2 separate regions of the Capra hircus genome follow, and region 1 is linked to region 2. The links are chromatin contacts, called in public Hi-C maps. All regions are on one chromosome and are shown on one strand. The core of a region is the stretch at or near the end of the contact, and the rest is flanking DNA. Distances in the headings are between cores, read along the strand shown. Region 1 holds the start of LOC102183007 (cell surface glycoprotein CD200 receptor 1). Region 2 has its middle 2.8 kb from the start of TRNAY-GUA.

The links. A called contact is a pair of places that touch in the nucleus more often than the background predicts.
Region 1: a Hi-C map of blood shows a contact between it and region 2, with 4 times the contacts expected there. The contact joins the promoter of LOC102183007 here to the enhancer-like site in region 2. A contact is called at or near these places in 2 of 5 Hi-C or Micro-C datasets (both in blood).

Annotation. Positions count from the first base shown.
Region 1 is chr1:57,438,584-57,442,755 of ARS1.2, forward strand. It overlaps LOC102183007 (cell surface glycoprotein CD200 receptor 1), which reads right to left and starts at 1,711. Exons shown (of 8, transcript XM_018066089.1): 1 at 1,410-1,711. The coding sequence starts at 1,476.
Region 2 is chr1:57,297,266-57,301,464 of ARS1.2, forward strand. No RefSeq gene overlaps it. Among named protein-coding and RNA genes, the nearest start is that of TRNAY-GUA, 2.8 kb to the left of the region's middle. Within about 2 kb of position 2,831, at least 1 of the 5 cell types and tissues checked has an H3K27ac peak or open chromatin away from gene starts, as enhancers often do.

The DNA.
Region 1 (4,172 bases), core at 461-2,960, 140 kb after region 2:
GATATTGGTAGTATATCCTAGCTGCGGTTAGAAATAGTTTTAAAATCTAAACCTTTAAACCATCAAACTCAAAATTATTGATTATGTTTTAATCATGATTTTTTTCTTTTACCCCAAAGTCACATTGCAGCTTAACATAAATAACTCATTGTCCAGCTGACATTTCCTGCCAAACTGGGCCCTGTACAGGTTTCTATAAAAACTTTCTACAATAAGATCTCAACTACTGAAAGATTCAGATCATTTGATTTTTTTTTAAATGAGTAAATACTCCATTCAGTTTATAACTAAGTGTTGACTTAATGGTGCTTGTTAGCGAGAAGCATAAAGACTAAGTATTGAGGAAAACTGCCTATTCAGATGTTTAGTGTTGCTTACAAATGTATATTAGTACTAGGTATACCAGTGGTATAAACTTGGACAAATTTCAACTCTCTATACCTCAGTTTCTTTGTAAGGTGGAAAAATGTCTTCTGTGCCTACTTCGTTGGGTTGCTGTGCAGATCAAAGGAGAAAAATTATGTGAAAGCACTGCACAGAAAAGCTCAGTGATACAGCATAGTTACTTTATGTGTGCTCACCTACATGAGGAAAAGCAGATGTTTTCCTGGAAGACGGGTAGTATTTTAAAATCATTTATATGAGAAAAAATAATTTTTTTCTTTGAATTACTAAACTATGAAATTTAAAACCAAATGTTTCCTTGCAACTGCTCCCATCAACTAAAAGTGAAACCTGAAAACTCCCTCCTACATCAACTCCTACCAACCCTCTGCAGTGAAACCAGGACACCCCCACAACAGCCCCAATATCTCCACAACTCTTGCAGGAACCTAGATGTTGAAGAGTGTGTCTTCTAAGCCAGAAAGAGTCTCTGACAGCCCACACATATTAAAATAAATACATCACAGACACAACACCAAACTTCTGAACATGTTATATTTTTAAAAGTGCCTGGTCATCGAAAGTGACAAGAGAACAATAAACTTTCCTCATTTATGCTGTTAACAATACAGACATAAATAGATTGGGATTATTATTTAAGTTGTTTAAGAAGAGACGAAAATAATTCCGCTTTCATCAGATGACTTGGATTGCTACTAGAAAGTAATTTATTCTGCCTCACCCTACAAATGGGGGGCGGGGGGATGAGGAAGTAAGCAGTGGGGTAAAGTATAGATATACGTACAGTGTAGTAGGATAAAAAATAAAATAAGCAAGACAAAGGGGAAAATAAGAATAATAAAGTGAAGTAAATCTAGGAGGAAAGTCTCCCCTCCCCCATAACTCTGACTGTATTTGCTGTGCTCTGCCCCCATAAGAAAGGCAAAGAAAGCTCAGGAAAAGCTGTGACCAGGTTTCTCACCTGTCATTCTCCTGTCACCCTCCCAAAGAAAATTCAAACTCACCTGCAACTAAGAAGAGAGTCAAAATTAGTCGTAGCTGAAGATCAGAAGTTATCCAAGTGCGGGGCATTTCTGTTTCCTTATTTCCTGCCCTTCACTCAGCGCTGTTCATCCGCACAGGTGTAAAAGGAGCTGAGGACATGGTGAGGCTCTGTCTGATTGACTCTTCCGTACTGGGTCTTCTTAGCCCATTAGCAGCACAGCACTCCTTTCCTCCTAGCCCCTTCCTTCAACTCTGTGTGTTTCAGCCAGCTTCGTAACTTGGAACAGAAGAAACTTCTCTGGAACTTGACACAGCAATAGATTTCCTGTATGAAGCACTGAAGCAAAGACAGAGGAAGCGGATTGATTGAGTTAATCTTTCAGCTCATTGGTCCTCCTCTCACTTCTGCTATACACAGATAAACTCTACAGTAAGGCACTGAATGTGCCCAACACAAGCTGATTTGTCTAAACTTGGTTTAAAAGGTAAAACAAGATATTTATCTATATTTGGCCCATCCCTGTAAATTTCCCAGTCATCGTAACTTTTAAAAGTTATCTCCAGGTTGAAGAGGTGTACAGTCTTAGTAACCAAGCTTGAAATAAAAGATTTTTGCTTGAAAATTCTTGTGTGATTTCGGGAGTCACACACAACTCTTGAAGCATCATAAATGTATTACTTTCCTATTACTACTATAATAAGTTACCAAAACTGAGCAGCTTAAAACAACACAAATTAATCACCTTACAGTTCTAGAGGTCTAAAGTTCAAAATAGATTCCATAGAGTTAATATCTAGGTATTGGCAAGGCTGCATTCTTTCTAGATACCTGATAGAATCTGTTCTTTGCCTAGGGGCCACTTAGACTCTGAGTCTCGTGGCTGCATAATTCCCACCAGTGTTCTTTGTTACATCTTTCTGATGGTAATTCTCCTGCCTCCCTTTTATAGAGACATTTGTGATTATATTGGACCCTCCAGATAATCCACGATCACCTCCCCATCTCATAATCGTTAACTTAACCACATCTGCAAAGTCCCATTTCCTGTGTAAGGCTACACATTTACAAATTTCAGAGGTTAGGACATGGATATCTTGTGGTGGTGGTTTAGTGTGGTGGTTTAGTATGATGGTGGCGGTTAAGTCGCTAAGTCATGTTCAACTCTTGCGACGCCATGGACTCTAGCCTGCCAGGCTCCTCTGTCCATAGGATTTTCCAGGCAAGAATACTGGAGTGGATTGCCATTTCCTTCTCCAGGGGATCTTCCCAACTCAGGAATCGAGCCCAGGTCTCCTGCATTGTAGGCAGATTCTTTAGCAACTAAGCTATGAGGGATATCTTGTAGGGGAGCATTATTTTGTCTATCACAATTTGGTACTTATTTCCATTCACTTTCATGTTTGAAGAGCTAGAATGTGTCATATGAATCAAACTACAAATAAATACTCATCTTTAGTTGCCACAGAACTAAATTAGATGTAGATTTAGATCTAAAAATTTAGATTTGCCAAAAAAATACAAATGAAAACTGTCTTAATGTTACTATTCATATGTATTTAGATTACGTTTAGGAGGAAAAAACTCTTCTCTCTGCTAAGAGTTCCCTGCGGCTGCTGCTGCTGCGGCTGCTGCTAAGTTGCTTCAGTCGTGTCCAAATACTGCAAGGCAAAACTCTCCAGGAAGGGGAAGAAAACATTGCAAACAGGAAAATATTAAACAACATGCATTTTTTTTAAAGCTAGCAGTTCCATCTTGCCTCTTGCCAAACTGATATATATATATATATATATATAAAATTTTCTTTTTCCCTCTCTGCCCCTTCTCAAGCTTTTCTTCCAGTGAGTCAGTTTGATTAAGGCAGTGAAATCAGGTGTTTGCAAACTTGGAATACTAGAAGAGGTATTGTATTGAATCTCGGCTGGATGATATTAGGCAAGTTTCTTGATCGAGTCTATTACCTTCCTTTCCCATTTAATATTATATTGGCATAAGCCTTTCCTCGGGTCAGCAAAAATTCTTGATGATCATTCATTTTAATGCCTTTTTGATGACACAGCCAAAACCAGAACACAAAAGGGTTACATGATCTGCCTGAGTCCCCAAACTGACTTGGTGACACAGCGGGGAGTAAAACTCATATTCCATGTTTGCCAGCCCTCCGTTCTTTCCACTTTAACTCCTCGGGTTTGAAATTTCAGGCAACACCTTTAAAGATGCACTCGTCTCAGATCTGACCACAACATACAATCAGTGTTTTAAGAGTCAAGTGAGTAGTGTGAAAAGCCATAGAATTCTCAGAATAGATTTGGAGGGATGAGACCCTCTCTCCCCACTCTTATATTCCTTCCATCCCAAAATCCCATTCCCCTAACCCCCCAGCTCCCACCTTGACCTCTTATGCAAAGCAATAAAGAGACCAAGAGCTTTTTCGTACTGCTGCTGCTGTTGCTAAGTCGCTTCAGTCGTGTCCAACTCTGTGCGACCCCACAGACGGCAGCCCACCAGGCTCCCCCGTCCCTGGGATTCTCCAGGCAAGAACACTGGAGTGGGTTGCCATTGTCTTCTCCAATGCATGAAAGTGAGAAGTGAAAGTGAAGTCGCTCAGTCGTGTCCGACTCTTCGTGACCCCATGGACTGCAGCCCACCAGGTTCCTCCATCCACGGGATTTTCCAGGCAAGAGTACTGGAGTGGGGTGCCATTGCCTTCTCCGCTTGTTAGCACAACCATGCACTAAAGATATGCCATGAAAATCAATAGAATAAGAGAAATATGTGCTTGTCT
Region 2 (4,199 bases), core at 1,581-4,080:
TTTGTTCTTATCTTTGTCATATAAAGCTGCTTTTATTTATATAGTCAAATGTATCTGTATATCCTTATAATAATCATACCTCCATCAGCCTTTTTGATTTTGAGTTTGTAAATTTAAATTCAGGATACATTTCTTGAGTATTCAGTATATGTATGGAGAAGGAAATGGCAACCCACTCCAGTATTCTTGCCTGGAGAATCCCAGGGACAGAGGAGCCTGTGGGCTGCCGTCTATGGGGTCACACAGAGTCAGACACGACTGAAGCGACTTAGCAGCAGCAGTATGTGTAAGACACTGTGCTAGGCAATTTAGAAGATATAAAAATAAGAGACAGGCCATCATGGGTCTCACAGTTTGGTATTGGAAATACATGTGCACAAATCTGCCAAGTCCTATGAAAAGAAGCACTTCAGTGGAGCAATGCCTAGCTCAGAACAAGGCACCAGGAAAGCTTTCACAGAGACAGTGGCATTGGAGAGTGGGTAGCCTTTTGAAAGGCAGAGATGGCAATGAAGGAGAAACAGCAAAAGCCAGGCAGAAAAGACAGCAGAAAGGGCTGGGGAGGAATTTCTGGGAAGCTGGATAGTGGGTATATGGGTAGGAATAAAAGACGTAAACATAGCGGAAGACCAGATTGAAAAGGTAAGGTGGGACTATCTGAATCTTTTACCCATAAATAAGAAATAGAGTAATAAGTTCTACACTTCCTAGTTCCCTTGAAAAGTAGCCATTAACTGAAAGAAGACTAGTGACCCTGAGAAGTGAAGATTTGGAGTGATTGGATGAACATAGATAGCCTTGCCCTCTGGCTTGATGACAGCTTGCAGATGGAGGGCACCAGAATAAGGAGAAGTACCTCAACTCTGCCAGCTTTACCCAGCTCAGACACCAAGTCCCACCCTGTTAGACGAGTGACATCAACCATGACCCTTTGGCATGTGTGTGAGCCCTGCCAGTGTGTCTTCTGGTTTCTGCTGGCCAGAGCCCTTGCCTGACAACAGCTACAATTTGCAAGTCTTATGTCTGTTTTACCATCCTGCGGAGGTAAGAGTTGGACCATTTGTGCATTATGACCTCACAGTCCTCTGGAGAAGCTGCCAACGAAAGCATGTTTTGGATAGAAATCTTAAAAAAGAAAAAGTAAAAAAAAAATTTAAACACCCAAGACGAATTTGGCATAGGGGTGAGATTTCACATCCAGCTCCTCTCTGGACTCGGCCATTTAGTCATCCTCCAGGATGCAGAGGCTGCCACGGGGAACTGCTGCGGGGAGTGATTAGGTCTCCTTGAGCTGCATCAGCAAACACTCCGCTTTGATAGGCAGTTGGAAAGTAATGGGATTTGGGTTTTAGTTCTAAGGGAATGGTGGAAAATGTTGCAAACAGCTGACCTCCTTTGCCCCTGCTGAAATGGCTGCCTTCCTCTGCACTTTTTATGTTGCTTTGGGGAGAATGACAAAAGACAGATGCTTCTTGCTGGAATGCTGGTTGTTTAATCATTCTTTCTAGTCCCAAGACAGTTACTGTAGTTTCTTGGAGCTAACATCTTGTGCCGTTCCTTGGTTTTCAATATCTTGTAAATGTGTTGTGTTGTGATTTTCCATCGCATGGAAAATGAGAAAGTCTGTGGGTGAGGTTTTTTTGTTTGTTTGTTTGTTTGTTTGTTTGTTTGTTTAAAGGTGTTATGTAGCAGATGGTGTCCTTGGGTCAAAGCCTTCAATTGGGAGTGCATGAACCATAAGCAAGCTGTATTCAGACACAAATACACAGCTTGGTCCATCTCCTATCTCCCATAGCACATCAAGTCTACAGAGACACTCTCGTCCTTTCCAAGGGTCAGCAGCAGCATACAAAGTTCATCTTTCTAGTAGTGTGACATGTGCACACAGCACCCACAGAGGAGGAGACCTGCTTCCTGTCCAGGTTCTGTGGCTCCCATTGAACCCCAGGAAGCTGCACAGTAGACAAGATGCCCTTAAGAAACAAAGTAAAACTCTTCTGTTAGCCACAAACCACCCTGCTCGATAGGTCTCTGTTTTCATAAAGATAACATAGGGGAGAAGCTGAAAAGATGTGCATTTTCATCATCTTAAGGAAGAAGGTAAATGATTAATCTCATAATCGTACACAACAGTTTTCCCAGGAGGATTGCATTCTGAACAACAAGCACATCATAATAGCAATTTAGAAGATGATTCTTTTCTTCTCCCTTAAGAATCTTAACATTTTTTTTTAGTGAATCTTGTTCAATTTTTTTTCTCTGATTTTGAGTCTATGTATTTTGCTCTTTCTCGTTAAATTTGCAATTTCTTTTGATTCCCCTAGCCTTCTTCTGCTTGTGGAGAGGTGATCATTTCTTTCCTCTCTGGTGATTACCATACCTGTGAGGAGCTCTCTCCTCCATGTGTGGGAGGTTTAGAATAGAACAGACATGATGGGAAGTGGAAATCTATGTCCGAGGTGTACCTGTGTGGCGCCTCTGTGTCTTAGAAGAAATGTTTCAGGGAAGGATACTTCATTCAGTTTTTTCTACATACCAATGTGTGCATAAGGGCCTTTCAAAAGCCAACAGAATGAATAACAAGACCTTTTGTTTCTATAGCACCTTTCCTTACAAGGACATTTGTAAGTATAGAAGGACTGGCCTCAAAACCTTCTCTTCAACTGTATTAAGAGCAAGAATTATTTTCATATTTCATGAGGGGGCACCAGAATAAGGAGAAGTACCTCAACTCTGCCAGCTTTACCCAGCTCAGACACCAAGTCCCACCCTGTTAGATGAGTGACATCAACCAGCTGACCCACTGCTGCTCCAACCTGAGGCCCCGTGCCTCTCTTTGGTGTTTCACTGTGTATAACCAAAGTTCTTGGCTCCTTGTTTGATCTTAGAATCAGTGTTGGGTGAATCAGTCAGAAGATTTGGACATTCTGTTCAGAAAACGTTATAAATTCATCAAGAAATGCTGGATCTGCAAAACTCTCCTGGCATTCTCAATAGAATAGCAATCTTCTGTCCCCAGATGACTTCAAGAAAGAAATGTGGGACTTGTGTGAGGAGATGATACAGACAGTTTCCATTGCCCTGAAAGAGACACACCCTGTCACAGCTCCCTGTCTTTTTATCGACGGCGTCCTCTCTTCCCTGCCGTCCACTTGTAGCATTCCTATGCATCTTTTAGAACTCAATCTGATTGCTATCCTCTCCCTCATCAAGGCTTCACATGAACTCTTAAGTTCTGCTTTTTTAACAAAGTCCCAATTTTGTTTACTACGATGAGTGCCTAGAGAAAGGCACTGACTTTAGCCCAATTCCATGGAAGACCTCACCAATGTAACATGATCTCTGGCCCCTTTGCCAGAGATTGGACCTGTAGCTTTGACCAATCAGACAAGAGACGAAGCTTCTGAGGGCTCTAGGTCCTTGTGAATAAGATGGGGTTTGAGGAAGAAATGCTTGGCCCTCTTCCTCTGGACATGCTATGTCTGGTTGTGGCCTTTAGATGGTTGCCATTGTCTCACTTCCAGCCTGAGGATGAAGCAAACACTGATGATAACAGAGCAGAGAAAAAGATAAAATCCAAGTTCTTCAAGGCTTTGAAGAGCCATTGAAATAACCAGACTTGAGGTTGGCCCTACTTCTGGATGCCTTCTTATATAAGATAGTTCAGTTCAGTTCAGTCACTCAGTCGTGTCTGACTGTTTGCGACCCCATGAACCACAGCACACCAGGCCTCCCTATCCGTCATCAACTCCCGGAGTCCACCCAAACCCATGTCCATTGTGTCGGTGATGCCATCCAACCATCTCATCCTCTGTCGACCCCTTCTCCTCCTTCCCTCAGTCTTTCCCAGCATCAGGGTCTTTTCGAATGAGTCAACTCTCTGCGTCAGATGGCCAATGTATTGGAGTTTCAACTTCAACAACAATGAACACCGAGGACTGATCTCCTTTAGGATGGACTGGTTGGATCTCCTTGCAGGCCAAGGGATTGTCAAGAGTCTTCTCCAACACCACAGTTCAAAAGTATCAATTCTTCGACGCTCGGCCTTCTTCACAGTCCAACTCTCACATCCATACATGACTACTGGAAAAACCATACCTTGATTAGACAGACCTTTGTTGGCAAAGTAATGTCTCTGCTTTTTAATGTGCTGTCTAGATTGGTCATAACTTTCCTTCCAGGGAGCAAGAAGTCTTTTA